Regions from separate parts of the Mus musculus genome. Here region 2 is linked to region 1. The links are chromatin contacts, called in public HiChIP or PLAC-seq maps. All regions are on one chromosome and are shown on one strand. Each heading gives the region's core, a stretch centred on a gene start, on an enhancer-like site or on the middle of the called end of the contact. The rest is flanking DNA. Distances are from core to core; before and after follow the strand shown.

Evidence for each region. HiChIP or PLAC-seq counts read pairs in DNA pulled down with a chosen protein or histone mark.
Region 2: a contact with region 1 is called in a FOXA1 HiChIP or PLAC-seq map of pancreatic cancer cells. The contact joins two enhancer-like sites. A contact is called at or near these places in 1 of 39 promoter capture datasets (pre-B cells) and 2 of 115 datasets of contacts at active chromatin or transcription factors (bone marrow-derived macrophages and pancreatic cancer cells).

Annotation. Positions count from the first base shown.
Region 1 is chr8:94,674,854-94,682,133 of GRCm38.p6, reverse strand. Pllp (plasma membrane proteolipid) reads left to right here. Exons shown (of 4, transcript NM_026385.4): 2 at 2,616-2,789; 3 at 4,786-4,908; 4 at 5,855-7,239. The coding sequence ends at 5,971. Among named protein-coding and RNA genes, the nearest start is that of Arl2bp, 12 kb to the right of the region's middle. Within about 2 kb of position 3,348, at least 105 of the 459 cell types and tissues checked have an H3K27ac peak or open chromatin away from gene starts, as enhancers often do. A contact at or near this core is called in pancreatic cancer cells, where this site is marked.
Region 2 is chr8:95,207,271-95,214,550 of GRCm38.p6, reverse strand. No RefSeq gene overlaps it. Among named protein-coding and RNA genes, the nearest start is that of Gm31277, 9.7 kb to the right of the region's middle. Within about 2 kb of position 4,335, at least 73 of the 459 cell types and tissues checked have an H3K27ac peak or open chromatin away from gene starts, as enhancers often do. A contact at or near this core is called in pancreatic cancer cells, where this site is marked.

The sequences.
Region 1 (7,280 bases), core at 2,099-4,598:
AGGAGTGAGGAGGGAAGGAGAGAGGGAGGGTAGGGGAAAGTGTGTGTGTGTGTGTTGTGCATGTATAGGCATGGGCATGCCAGAGTGCTCATATGGAGGTTGGAGGACAATTTTCAGGAGTCCCCTCCTGCCACGTAGGTTCTAGAGATCTAACTCAGGTCATCAGACTTTGTGGCAAGGTCTTCACCTACTGAGCCACCTCTCCCTGGCCACTGAGTTGTAATGAAATGAGGGTTTGCTCCCAGTTTGGCATGTGACCACAGTCTAGGAAGGCCCTGCTACACAGCCCCATCTTTGTCACTGTAAAGTGGGCATGGAGACAAACCCTGGGCATGCTTGTGAGGGTCAGAGGCAAGAGCAGATGGAGGGGTGCTATGTGACATGGGTGTCTGGGGCTCACCTTAGCTGGGGAGTGCAGATACAGAGAGAGCCTGCTTTGGCCAGGGCATTGCTGGGCTCCTAGGCCTGCTCAGCTACAGGGTCCCTGTCCTTACACTGCAAGTGTGTATTCCAAAACAAAGAAACTTCCTTGTAGTGGGGTGGTTTGAGAGAAGGGGGCTGGAGGAGCCCCAGCTCTGGGTCATGAGCCCTCTGGTGAGGATTTCTCTTTAGATCCCAGGGAACTTGCCAATGTCCTGTGAGCAGAGTGGGTAGGCCAGGAGATGGGGACTTGTTTCCAAAGATCAGTATCCCGAGGCCAGCTCAGCTCCTAAGATCTGACTGAAAGTGGTCTCACCCTTGGACTGGGGCTACCGGCTTCCATGCTATGCAGGCAGAGGGTGGAACAGTCCTTCTGGTTCTAGCAATGGAGGCTTTCTCCAGAGCCACAGTAGACTTCTACACCCATGGTGGCTGGTAGAGTTCCAGATGAGAGGAGAGTGGGTATCCCCCAACCTAGACAGAGATCCTTGGCCAGCAAAGAAGAGGCTGGGGAGGCCCAGGACAGTCACGGGGTTGTACTATCCCTGGGTCTTCCCCAGGGTCTTTGGGCTATGCTCCTACAAGAAGTCTATGGGTAGAACCATCTGAGTTTGGTGCTTTGTGGCAGGACTCGAGGGGGGAGAAATTTACATAAGGCTGACCGTCACTCTCAAGTATAAAACTGAGCTTTGAGTAGCTGTCTCAGGTGGGTGTGGTCCCTGCACTGTTACGAATGAGGTAAGGAAGCACTGCGCAGTTGTGCAGGTGGAAGAGGAACGGGTTTTAAACAAAGCCCATGCTTTTAGGTTCTACACACTCAGTCGGGGATGTGGGGGTACCTGGCTACTCTACCCACCAAGCTTCCTGGCGTGGCTTACCATCCCACTGGCTCTTCTCTTCCACTCTGGGTTCTGGAGGGAGGGGCCGCCTCAAGTTGTCAGGCTTTCCAGCTTAGGCAATAAGTCCTGTTACCTGCTGAGCCATCTTGAAACGCTCCCCTTTCTGTCTATCTATCTATTTATTTATCTATTAAGGATTTACTTATTTTACATATGAGTACACTGTTGCTATCTTCAGACGCACCAGAAGAGGGCACCAGATCCCCATTACAGATGGTTGTGAGCCACCATGTGGTTGCTGGGAATTGAACTCAGGGTCTCTGGAAGAGCAGCCAGTCTTAACCACTGAGCCATCTCTCCACTACTCCCCCCACCCCTTTTTTTGAGACAGAGTTTTGTTTTGAAACAGGGGCTCATGTGGGCAAGACTGGCCTATGACTCATGTTTGCCTTGAACTCATTCGTAAGTCTCTTTTTTCCTCCAGTGTTGGGATTACAAGTATTAGCCTCCCTGACTGGCTTCTAGCATTTTTTTTTTTTCTGCACCTGTGGCAAAGTCAAGCCCCTGGAATGCTGTGGGCAGTTCTGGTATGAGGAGCATATACTCTATGAGAGAGATACCGTTCCTACCTTGGGTGGTACTATCTGGGGACCTGGGTGTCTCAGTTAGGGTTTTATTGCTGTGAACAGACACCATGACCAAGGCAAGTCTTATAAAGGACAACATTTAATTGGGGCTGACATACAGGTTCAAAGGTTCAGTCCAGTATCGTCAAGGCAAGAACGGAGGCGAATCCAGTCAGGCATGGTGCAGGAGGAGCGGAGAGTTCATCTTCATCTGAAGGCTGCTAGCAGATGACTGACTTCAAGGCAGCTAGAATGTGAGACTTATAACCTACACCCACAATGACACCCTACCCAGCAGGGCCATACCTTCTAATCCTGTCACTCCTTGGGCCCAGCATATACAAACCGTCACACCGGGGAAGAGCCTTTTGTCACACAGCATGATGGGAATTGAAAGGGGGAAGAGTGGCCAGACAAGATGCCCAGCACAGATGTAAACAACAGGAGTCAAGATTTCTTTGAAGAAGCTGTTTTTAATTGTACGTGCGTGTGACCATGTTCCATGCCACAGTGAACACAGAAAGGCTGGAGGACAACCGCTGGTCGTCACTTTTCTCCTTACACCTGAGTTCCAGAATTGAATTCCGGTTGTCAGGCTTGTGACAAACATTTTACCCTCTTAGCCATCTTGCCAGCCTAAACTTTTTGAGTTAACAAGAAAGGGGGCCAAGGCCCGAGCCTCCGGCTGGAGCTGTTCAGCTCTGAGAAACTCCCCCTTATTTTTCCACAGGCACTGGGGCTGCTGGTGTGGGCCCTGATTGCTGACACCCCATACCATCTGTATCCTGCCTATGGCTGGGTCATGTTTGTCGCTGTCTTCCTCTGGCTGGTGACAATCGTCTTCTTCATCATCTACCTGTTTCAACTGCACATGAAGTTGTACATGGTGCCCTGGCCGTTGGTGGTGAGTTTGGGGCAGGGACTGTGCGGCTCCAGGCTGAGTCCTCTCGTCTGTGAATGGCTAGGACGGGACCTCTTGACCTTCCATAAATGTGAAATGGAGGGCAGGTGGGTGGGTGTGATGCCATCCTCCTGCCTCTTAGCTACATGAGGAGCTGGGGTGGGAAGGTATGTTAATGACGGAAGTGGAGTGTTTGACTTGGTGCTTGGAAGAGACCAGCATCGAGAGGCTATTGACTGACTCTGCAGATATCCTTGGGAATCTTGGGATATTGTTCTTTCTTGAGGGGGATCAGAATTTTGAGCTCGGAGGTCTGGGTTTGTCAGTGCCAGCTGCCTCCATTCTCTCCAGGCCCTGGCTCTCTGGAGAGAATGGGTGCCCCAGGTTTGTCTCAGGCCAGGCTCCTCTGGCTGGGTTTTTTTTTTTTTTTTTCTGGAACCCAGAAAACCCATGCAGCTGGGTCTGAGCCTTTTAGTGAGCACAGAGGCGCATGATTGTAAGGCAGGCGAGGCTGGAACTAGGCAGCGATTGTTTACAATTCAATGCTTGTTTAGCGAGAGGAAACGTGAGTCATGCCGAGACAGAATGGGTTTGTTAGATCCTGGTCTCGCTAGCCAGAGCCGGGCAGGGTGTGCAGTGGTCACTGTACTTGGGGACAAGATTTGGGATTGAGGTGGCGGTGGCTGGACTCCTGGCTAAAGGTCTAGCCCCCTTCTGAATATCCCAAGCCCCTAAAGAAGAATTCCACAAGGCTGGAGACCTCTGTCTCTGAGGCAAGGCTGGCAGCACAGCACAGCGCCAGTGAAGGAGGTCAGCTGGGGGCTGTGTCTGGTGCTGCTGGGCTGAGCTGGGAGAGGAACTGGGTGATGACCCTTCTCAACTCTGGGGACATGTTTAATATAAAGGGTCAGGTAAGATGGACTAGTGAACTGGGCCAGGAAGGTTCTAGAAACCTAACAAGTACCTGGCCCTGAGAAGCTGCCTCTGCCCGGCTTCAACCTTGAGAGGATGTGGCCCACTGGTGCCAAGCCTTGAGGTATTTTGTTTGTTGTACTGATGGCGCTAGGGATCAAATCCAGGACCTCATGAATGCAGAGCTTTACACTGAGATACATGCCCAGCCCTGAGGTAGCTGTTTGCTTTGTTTTTTTGATACAGTTTTGATGTGTAGGCCCGACTGACCTGGAATCCATGGTCTTCCTGTCTTTGTGTCTGACATGCTGGCTCCTGTAAGCTACTCTGCCCAGCTTTGAGGGTGTTTTGTTTTGTTTTATTTTGAGCTAGGTTTTCTCAGTAGCCCTGGCTGACCTGGAACTCACTAGTCTAGGCTGGCCTTAAACTCAGAGATCGGCCTGCCTCTACCTCCTGTGTGCTGCGATCAAAGGTGTGAGCTACAACTACTTATCTTAATTGATATTTTGATATAGCATCTCACTATATGCACCAAGTTGGCCTCTGCCTCTTGAGATGCTGGGATTACAGGTGTGTACCACTATGTCCAGAAATCTTGAACATGTTTAATATGAAATTTTCAAGTTTTCACATGAAATCTAATTTTAAATGTTGGCAATTAAAAATGTATAGCACAATAAATGGCTGGAGACCGGTTTGAGGACAAGAGGCATCCACTGGGGGTATGGAACAGGCCCCGCTGCCAGCTGAAGGCTCACATCCAGTCTTCTTGGTGCTTTGTAGAGATTCCCTAGGACCCTGGCCCTGTTATTTGCCCTTGAGTTTAGGATAGTATAAGGGAGTCATAGATTTCTCCCACTGGTGGGCAGAGGGATGTGAGGGCCAGGCACATGGCCAAGTGCTGATGTGGTCATAGGAAGAACATGGGCATGGCGTGTGCCACACAAGAGATGGCATTTCTTTAGCTGGTTAGAGGCAAGTGGCTCGTTGTGGTGGCACCGTCCCAACACTTCAGGCCTTCCCGTCAGGGCTTCAAGGTGGTGATGTTCTTTGTGGATGCTTATGCCTCTCGCCCTTCCCCCTACAGTTACTGATCTTTTTTGTCGCTGCCACGGTTCTCTACATTACTGCCTTTATCGCCTGTGCAGCGGCGGTCGATCTGACATCCCTGAGGGGCTCCCGGCCATATAACCAGCGCTCAGCTGCCTCTGTAAGTATGTCCCAGGCTCCAGCCTTCTGCAGGGTATCCAGCCCAGGCCTTTGTGAACTCACAGGCTCCTGTCTGAGTTGTCACTGGCTGGATGCTCAGTGGGCCTCCTTCCTTAGTGAACAGCAGAACTCAAGGGGACCTGAATGCATGGGATCCACTGTGGACACTGTCACATTGTCACCTCAGGCTGGCTGTCATCACTAGACATTCCGTCTACATTTCTTTTTTTACTAGTATTCTCTTATAAAAATTCCAAACTTGGACTGTGTCAGACGGCCATTCACACTACCCAGTTCACGTCTAAAGGCAGAGACTATGGGTTCTTTTTTAGAGAAGGAAACTGGAGTTGTGGTCATGTCCAGGACAGGACAGCCAATGCGTGGTGTCTTCCATCTTCCTGGTGAGAGTGGTTTAAAATTAGTGAACTCCATCTTGGGAACGGAGACTCAAGCCTCTGAAAGCACACGCCACATACAGGGTACAAAACTGATTCAGAAAACTCCTGGGAGCCTGGAGTATTATTACTGGTTGTTTTTGTTTTCAGTTCTGGGCCTGGAACCACAGGTCCTTGGGAGGCTGGGCAACAGCTTTACCTGAGCCACATCCCTAGCCCTGAATGTTACTTGTGGACACTAGGTCCCTTATGTATATAAAGTTACCCCACTGTCACTCCAGAGTGCTGTGCCTGGCACCATCTGACATGTCTGGCCTGTGTAGTTCTTGCCCCTGACCCTTAGAACATAATGCCAGATGTGTGGTATGGGTGGGTGGGCATAAGGGGTGTGGCTGCCAGAACAAGTGGCTCTGATTAACCCAAGGGGCTGCTGCTCAAGCTTCCATCCCCAAGTCCCTCTGAGGAGACCCACTTGGTCTGGTGTCACTGTCCCCATGTGGTTTCCTGGCTCTCTCTGACTGACCCCCTTGGCCTCTTTTTCTCCCCTGCCAGTTCTTTGCTTGTCTGGTGATGATTGCCTACGGAGTGAGCGCTTTCTTCAGCTTCCAGGCCTGGCGAGGAGTGGGTAGCAACGCGGCCACGAGTCAGATGGCTGGGGGCTACTCCTAAGCCAGCTATGCTGTGGCCTGAGCCATGGCTGGGTCTTAGCACAGGGTCACCCCCTAAGCTTACTGGACTCAAACTCTCCAGCACTCCTGAGGAACTGGCCTACACTGGCACAGATGGAACTGGCCAAGAGCCAGGGGTGGGGACATCCTCCCCACCTCCCTTATTCAGCAGAAGGTGATGGGGTTTGGGGAGCTCTGCCTTGTCATCAGAGAACTTCAGTAGCCCAGGCTGGGCCACCCTGTTCACCAGCACTAAATGCACTAACAGACCCTCAGCCTCTGACCTGCCTCAGTATAACCCTAACAAAAGACAGATTATCTTTGTCCCCAAGCCAAGTAAGCCCCGGGCTCTTCTGGTCCCACCGTCCCCTCCCCTGCCCCATGCCAACCTGTCACCTGTAGAGAGACTTTTATAGGAAGAGTTGGGATTTCTGGGACTGGACGATTTCTGATAACTGTTGGTTACAACAGTTTCCGATGGCAGCAAGCTCGCTAGGTCCCCTCCCTCATGTGGAACTCTCCCCTTTGGGAGAGCTAGCACCCGTGCAAGGGTTCTCCCCGCCCCCCCCGCCCCAGGCTGCTGATTAGGCACAGGGGACTTCCAAGGAGGGACAGAAGGAAGCAGGGCCTTGCCTGGTGAGCTGTCATGGGGTTAATGGTGACTCTTGTTTGGAATTATTATTTTTTACAATTTAAATAAAAATGGAAGCATCTGTTTGGAAAGGGGTTATCATTCCTGGTCTTAGATGTTTGCTAAGGTTTTTACTTTTTGGTCCTTTTAGAAGATGGCAACAATTAAGATGAAATTAGAATCAGATACTTGTGTTTTGATACTGTTAGAGGGAGGAGATCAAGTTTTGGCTCTTGGTCCCCGCTCACACTTGTCTTGGTGATTGTCAATATACATAGTGTCCACTTTGGAGGTTAGGTAATGAAGTCTCCCTGTTCCAGGAGGACTAGCCCATTTTGAGGCATAGAGGAAAGCGAATCCTAGGAAGCCAGAGCTCTCAGAGACCCATCAGGTATCTCACGGCCTGACGTAATGCCTCGTACAATCTCAGAATGCCGGTTTAGGGGAGGCATTCTGGGTTCTGCTGCTCAGGCAGGGAATAGAAGGCAGCATCTCAGTGATGGGTCACACGGGCCAGACTCTTAACTTTCTTGCCCTTGTCTTGTCCATTGGAGGACGCACATAGCATCTGTCCAAGTTTGTGGACCAACACACAAAATTAGCAAGCTTACATAGAATATTAAACTGTTCTTGCAGTCTGCCTGCCTTCTGGGTCTTTTTGTTTTTAAAGATTATTTTT
Region 2 (7,280 bases), core at 3,086-5,585, 530 kb before region 1:
TGTCTCTATCACTGGCTAGAGACAGAAATAGCTGACTGGAAAGCTCTCAGGAAGGCAGGAGGCCTCTGTCCCACTTACATTGCTTGCCTATTTATCACCTAAACTTGGCAACTTTCATTTACATGGTATTTTTAGGCAGGGATAACAGTGCGTACCCATCTCCCAGCACTTGGAAGGCTAGAGGAAGAGGGTCTCGATTCAGGGATCAGTCCAGGCCACACTGTGAAATGCTAAATTTTAAATGTGGGGTATAGAGGAGAGAGATAGCTCATACATTCAGAGTGTTTGTTGTTCTCGTGAAGGCCCTGAGTTCAGTCCCCAGCACCTACAGTGGGCAGTTCACAGCCATTTGAAATTTTAGCTCCTGGGGGACCCAACATCTCTAGACTCTGAGGACACTTCACACGTGTACACATACTCACATCATACATAAACACTTTAAAATAATAAACTACTAAAACAGAAAAGAGGGAGATTTTACTGTTCCAACTAAATGTGTAGATACGAACCCTGCAGGTGCTTGTAAGACCACTGGGGGCTGGAGAGCTGGCTCAGCAGACGAGAACACTGATTGCTCTTGTAGGGGACCAGGGTTCACTTTCTAGACTGACCTGGCAGACCATAACCATTGGTAACTCCATTTCTAGGGGAGCTAACACCCTCTTCTGACCTCCACAGGTACCAGGCATGTGTGTGTGGTACCCATACATACATGCAGGCAAAACTTCATATACATGAAAATATATCTTAACATCCTTAAAGTATATTAGATAGACATTTGATAAACCATTAGGGAACTAAATGTGCAGATACGAACATCTCCTGACTATGCCGGGCACTATCTCTTCTAAGCATCCAAAAATGAAGGAAATGAAAACCAATATTCTTTTCGCATCTCACTCCCTCAGTGGTCCCAAGGTACTGCGAGCAGGCCTTTCCTGGCCATCATCTGTGCCAGATTTAGGAAACAAAAACACAGGATGTCCAGTTAGTTCTCTTAGATTTCTAATAAGCAATGAATAATTTCTGGAGTATTATTTCACAAAGTGTTACTTATATACCTATGCAATGTTTGTGCTACTTACCTGAAACTGAAATTCAACTGGGCATCTTTTTACCTGGCATCCTTAGGCAGAGACCAGTAGCTCCTGTTCTGCAGATTTAGGGTGCAGCCTTGGCACCCCACGGCTTGGAGAGGCAGGTTTAGGGTTTTTGAAAGGATGCCTCAGCTCCTCCAGTCAGCTCTGATTGCTCGAGGAGTGTAAGTGGGCCCAGCTACCTATCCGTAACTGCCAGCTGAAGGGGTGAGGGCTGCTGAGAAGCAGGGGTGATTTAACCTGTGCACATGGGAAGGGGAGCAGAGTGTCCATAATCCCCCCATGGGGCAAGGAGGAGAGAGAGTGCTACATAAGCTGCTGGCCACAGTGGTAACAGCAGTGGAACCAGCGAGCTCCCAGGAGGTAGCTCCAGGTAGCAGAACTGGTCCTGCTCCAGGATTCAGTTCACCAGCACAGATGAGTGTCCTCTTCCGGGAGGCAGTCTTTCCTGGGAGTCACCTGCAGTCCAAGCAAAAGCAGGCATTTGTTTGTTTGTTTGTTTGTTTGTTTGTTTGTTTGAAGGTCTGGAACAGGACATTGTAGAAGCCGACAAGAGCATGCCTCTGCGACTCTTTTCTGTGTGCTTTCAGCCTTAAAGGAGAATGAAACAGGTTAGGTTGTACCCATTTGTTTTGGCCTTGAGCTTCGTAGCCCAGGCTTGCCTCAAATGCATGATCCCCCTGCCTCAGCTGCTTGAGTATTGGGGTTGGAGGTGTTTCCTATCAGTCTCGTCTCTCCCCAGTATTTAGATAGACACTCGGTGATGGAAAGGCCCACAAGCAGAGACAAGCAGGTGTCCAAAGCAGGGCAGCCAGCTCCTTTGTAGGTCCACATGAGGCATCGATACTCTTTGGTAAGATTCCATCGTCCTAAGCACCTGCAGAGGGAGGAGAGAAGGGGCTGGCTTGCTGCGGCTCCTCCCATTCATCTTATTTACTTCTGTCTGGATGTTAAGTAATTAATGCATTGCCGTCTCCTGACACACACACACACACACACACACACACACACCATAGGCCTTCTGGCTGATCTACACAGGCTATGGACCACACCAGAAGTGAAAGATAAGGAAACTCAAACTGTCCTCTGATGACCACTTGTAATGCCAAGACATACATACACCCATGTGCATAAGAACACACAGATACGGTAAAATATAAAATATAACTAAAAATACAAAAAGGAAAAGTAGCTATCCTCATCTTCCCTCGTGAAAGGGATTCATAGTGCCAGCTCTTTGGTGTGAAGTCACTCCAGACTGCCTTGAAAACTCAGAGGTTAGCCAGGTGGTAGTGTTGCAGGCCTTTAATCCCAGCACTCAAGAGGCAGAGGGAGGAAGATCTCTGAGTTCAAGGCCAGCCTGGTCTACAGAGTGAGTTCCAGGAAAGCCAGAACTACATAGAGAAACCCTGTCTGGAAACCACACCAAAACTCAGAGTTCTTTAAAGTGTGGAACCGTGTGCCATTTGGCATGTAAATGCCTAAAGTGGCAGCTCAGGAATGCCCTTGGGGAATGACCTGGGGACCGAGGCTCAGATGCAGCCACTTGTCCCTGTCTCAGAAGTAAAGGACTTTGTCACCCTTTCCAGTGAAAGCAATTAACTAGACACATGCCTGAAGAGCTAATTATCAGGTATTTACAGAGCTCCCCCACCCCCAGGGCAGTAGGGCCTCCAGGTTTCAGACCTCCTAATTTCTGAAACCCAGAGAGTTAATCCTTAAAGAAAGATGGAGGGCAGAGCGGTTGCACAAAACCTAAAGCACTGCAGACAGACAGATCCAAACAAGTCATCCAGGAAATAGCCACGGGGCTGGTGAGATGGCTCAGTGGTTAAGAGCACCGACTGCTCTTCCGAAGGTCCTGAGTTCAAATCCCAGCAACCACATGGTGGCTCACAATCATCTGTAACAAGATCTGATGCCCTCTTCCGGAGTGTCTGAAGACAGCTACATTGTACTTACATATAATAAATAAATAAATCTTTAAAAAAAAAAAAAAAGGAAATAGCCACATGTGACGGTACACAGCTATCACCCCAGGACTGGACGGCTGAGGCTAGAGGACCTAAGTTCAAGACCTGCTCAGGCTACTTGTAAAGACCCTGACTCAAAGGGTCAAAAAGAGCCATGGTCACCTGCCCAAAACAGAACCCATAACAACTGCATCATCACTGGCGGGTTCGGTTCTGAGTGAGGAGCTCTTGTTGGTTAACGGCTAACTAAAGAAGCCGGTTTGTTTGCTTTTTAATATTTATTTTTCTAATGTGTGTAAATGTTTTGCCTACATGTACATATGTGTGCCACCTGTGTGCCTCACGCCCACATAGGCCAGAAGAGTACATCTGATCTCTTGTAACTGACAGTTTGTTACAGACAGTCATGAGCCACCATGCTACCGATGGTTGTGAACCGCCACATGGTTGTAGGGAATTGAACCCAGCTCCTCTACAAAAGCAACCAGTGGCTCTTAACCAATGAGCCATCTCTCCAGCTGTTTGGACATTGGGTCCCGCCGTGTTTCTCTGTAGACCAGGCTGGCCTTGAACCCTACTTTGATCTACCCTGCCTCTGCTTCCCACGTGCTGGAATTAAAGGCATGCACTGCTATTCCAGCTTCTGTGATGAGATTCCACGTGTTCCTCATGTGTTCCTTTGCCCTACGACACCAGAGTCTAGAATTGCACTTTCTGACCTCATATCCATGGGCAGACACTCTTCAGCCCGCTTTCCCAGTGTCAGTAGACCGCCTGGTTCCCCATGTCAGTAGACCGCCTCGTTCCGTCTCATCGTTTCTCTGACTTCCGTGCCTTGCTTTTGAAATTTGACTGTTTTTCCCATCTCGCTTCTGCTTACTGCACCGCTGTTTGTCCCTCAGATTTTAAGTGCTTAAGCTTTAGAGTGAGATGTATCTCAGTTAAAGTTCACTGGAGGATAATAGATTGGACTGCGTTCAGCAGATCCATCAGTAAGCAGTGTCTGCCAGGAAGGAGAGTGCTAAGAAGAGATGGCTGAGCCACTGAAGCCCAGAGAGGGGACTTTGTATTGTCACCATCAGCCTGTGGCATTTACATGAAAGGATAGAAGCGGGGGTGTTGTGGGGGGAGGGGCAGAAATAAAGGAGGCATATTGTTTATTTCTGCTTGCTCATGAACATCACACGATGACTACACTTACGGCTGAAAACTGTGACTCAGATTTGAACTGTCCACTGCAGGCTGCAGTTGTCGTCGCCCAGAAATGACTAATTCCTCTGCAGACAATAAACTAAGCAGAATAAGGACATTGAGTCACGGATTCCCAGCTCAGAGGCAAGGGGCGGGGGGAATCACAGGGCACCCACCCAATTCTAATAAGCCAGGGCTAAAAATATCGGCATGGCATGGCCGATGGGAAAACAGCGTTACTGCTGTAGTAAATCTGTCAGCAGGTGACACGCAGCAGCTGTGGTGTAATTAACAGCACCCAAAGCTGGGAGGAGTCCCAATCCTTCTACTCGGTAGTTACTTTACCTTGGGTGTTTGTCAGTGTAAAGACAATTGACTAGAGGAGTATTTATTACCAGAGGTAAGTTTTAGGACAAAGTAACAAAATGAGGCAATCATTGTATCCATTGCTTTAGCCTCTGGTAGGCGTTGTAGTATCTGCTAAGTGCTGACTCGAGTCTTTATGTTTTCTGCTTTAGAAAGCCACAGATCTTCTCTCTTTCCCGAGCTTTTGTACACTGCACTCATATGAGTGTCTTATCACTTAGACTTCCCTGGGTTCTGCTCTCATCGCCACTGTCCTATTTGTGGATGACGCCTTATCATTGGTTTATTTCTTGGCCTTGGACCTGGAGCAAGCTAGGCAAGGGCTGAGCTATACTGAACTACACCTCCAGTCCCTTTAGCAAGTCTAGATGTTGCTCCAATTTGGTGAGGCCCTGCTGTGGTTTGTATCCTTTCTTCCAAAGATCACACAGAAATGTAGTCACCATTCTTTTGTTTTGTTTTGTTTTTGTTTGGTTTTTTGGTTTTTTTTTCGAGACAGGGTTTCTCTGTGTAGCCCTGGCTGTCTTGGAACTCACTTTGTAGACCAGGCTGGTCTCAAACTCAGAAATCTGCCTGCCTCTGCCTACCGAGTGCTGGGATTAAAGGTGTGCACCACCATGCCCGGCTATGTAGTTGCCATTCTTAACAGTGTTGAGAGGCAGCAACTTGACAGAGGTGTCAGGTCAAGTGGGCAGAATCATGTTGTTTCAGGTCTGGGTTACTTACAAAAGCAAGTCTGCTGGCCATAGTGGTGCATGCTTTTAATCCCAGTGCTTGGGAGGCAGAAGAAGACAGATCTCTGTGAGTTTGAGGCCAGCCTGAACTACTGAGTTCCAGGACAGCCAGGGCTACGTAGTAAAACTGTCCAAAAAAAAAAAAAAAGGAAAGAAAAAGAAAGAAAAAAGAATGAAAAAATGAAATGAAGAGAGGAAGGAAAGAAAAGAAAGTCTAAGCCATATTCTTCAGGCAACTGGAAGAAGCCATTTTGTTGGTTTTGTTTTGAGAAAGGGTCTCCCTCTGTAGCCTAAACTGACCTTGAACAAAGGATCCTCCTGCCTCAAACTCCAAGTGCTGGGCCCACAGGGGTAACATCATTATGCCCAGTTAGGGTTTGCCTTAGTTATTTATTATTATTATTATTATTAGTGTGTGTGTGTGAGTGATATCTGTTGGTACAGGCACATGCATGGAGGTTAGAGAACAGTTTTCCTTGCCCCAAGGCTTTGGGGATAAGATGGCAAGCATGTTAACTCACCAGCTTGCCAGCTCGCCAGCTCCTGCTTGGACCCCAGCACAGTTCCATCCATACTTCATTCACTCCAGGGAACACAACTTCAGGATAAAACACTGCCTTATGACTTTAGGATCACTAGTCTTCAATCCTCTTGAAATTATTCTACTCAATTGCCCGTCATTTCCCTAGAATAATGACGTCTCTGCACCCGTGTGAAGCATCCCCTGATTCCACTCATTTGGAGTCAGAAAGCTCTGTTTCTGCCACTGAATATCAGCAGCAGTTACATACAAGTGTAGGCAAAACAAAGTGTCAAAGCACAGGCCCTTGGTTTTTGCTCTGTATCTATTGCTACAGATTCCATGCCTTTGACTCAGTGTCTGCAAGGTGTTGGTGACCGGTCCCATGGTCCCTGTGTGCTAGGCAAGTGCTCCATGTGCTGCATCACAGAGTAAGCCCACCAGGGCTTGTTTAAAGCACTATATTTTATTTATTTATTTACTTACTTATTAATTATATGTAAATACACTGTAGCTGTCTTCAGACACACCAGAAGAGGGCATCAGATCTCATTATAGATGGTCGTGAGCCACCATGTGGTTGCTGGGATTTGAACTCAGGACCTTCAGGAGAACAGTCAGTGCTCTTAACCGCTGAACCATCTCTCCAGCCCTAAAGCACTATATTTTTCTTACACCCGTTCATTTATTTTGTATAGGTATAGGATGTGCATATGTGTGGTCCTCTGTAAGGAGGCTGGGGCTCACGTCTTCCCTTTCACCATGGAGGTCCTGGGAACTACCTTAGACGGCCAGGCTTTGCAGCATTAGCCTGTGCCCACTGAGCCATCTCACCAGCCCTGAAGAACTATTTTTTTTTCATCTCGAGTAACTCTACTATTGAAAGCTGTACCTGTTAACTTTATGTCAACTTGATATAAGCTAGAGTCATTTGCAAAGAAGGAACCTCATTTGAGAAAATGCCCACACCGATTTAGCCTGTGGGGAATTTTATTGCCAGATGATTGATGGGGGACGGCCCAGATCACTGTGGGTTGTGCCATCCCTAGACTGTTGGTCTTGGGTACTATAAGAAAGCAGGCTGAGCCGGGCGTGGTGGCGCACGCCTTTAATCCCAGCACTCGGGAGGCAGAGGCAGGCGGATTTCTGAGTTCGAGGCCAGCCTGGTCTACAAAGTGAGCTCCAGGACAGTCAGGGCTATACAGAGAAACCCTGTCTCGAAAAAGAAAAAAAAAAAAAAGAAAGAAAGCAGGCTGAAAAACTGGGTGGTTCCTCACCTCACACCTTTAATCCCAGCAATGGGGAGGCAGAGGCAGGTGGATCTCTGAGTTCAAGGCCAGCCAGATCTACAGAGCTAGTTCTAGGACAGTCAGGATTTCACAGAGGAATCCTATCTTGA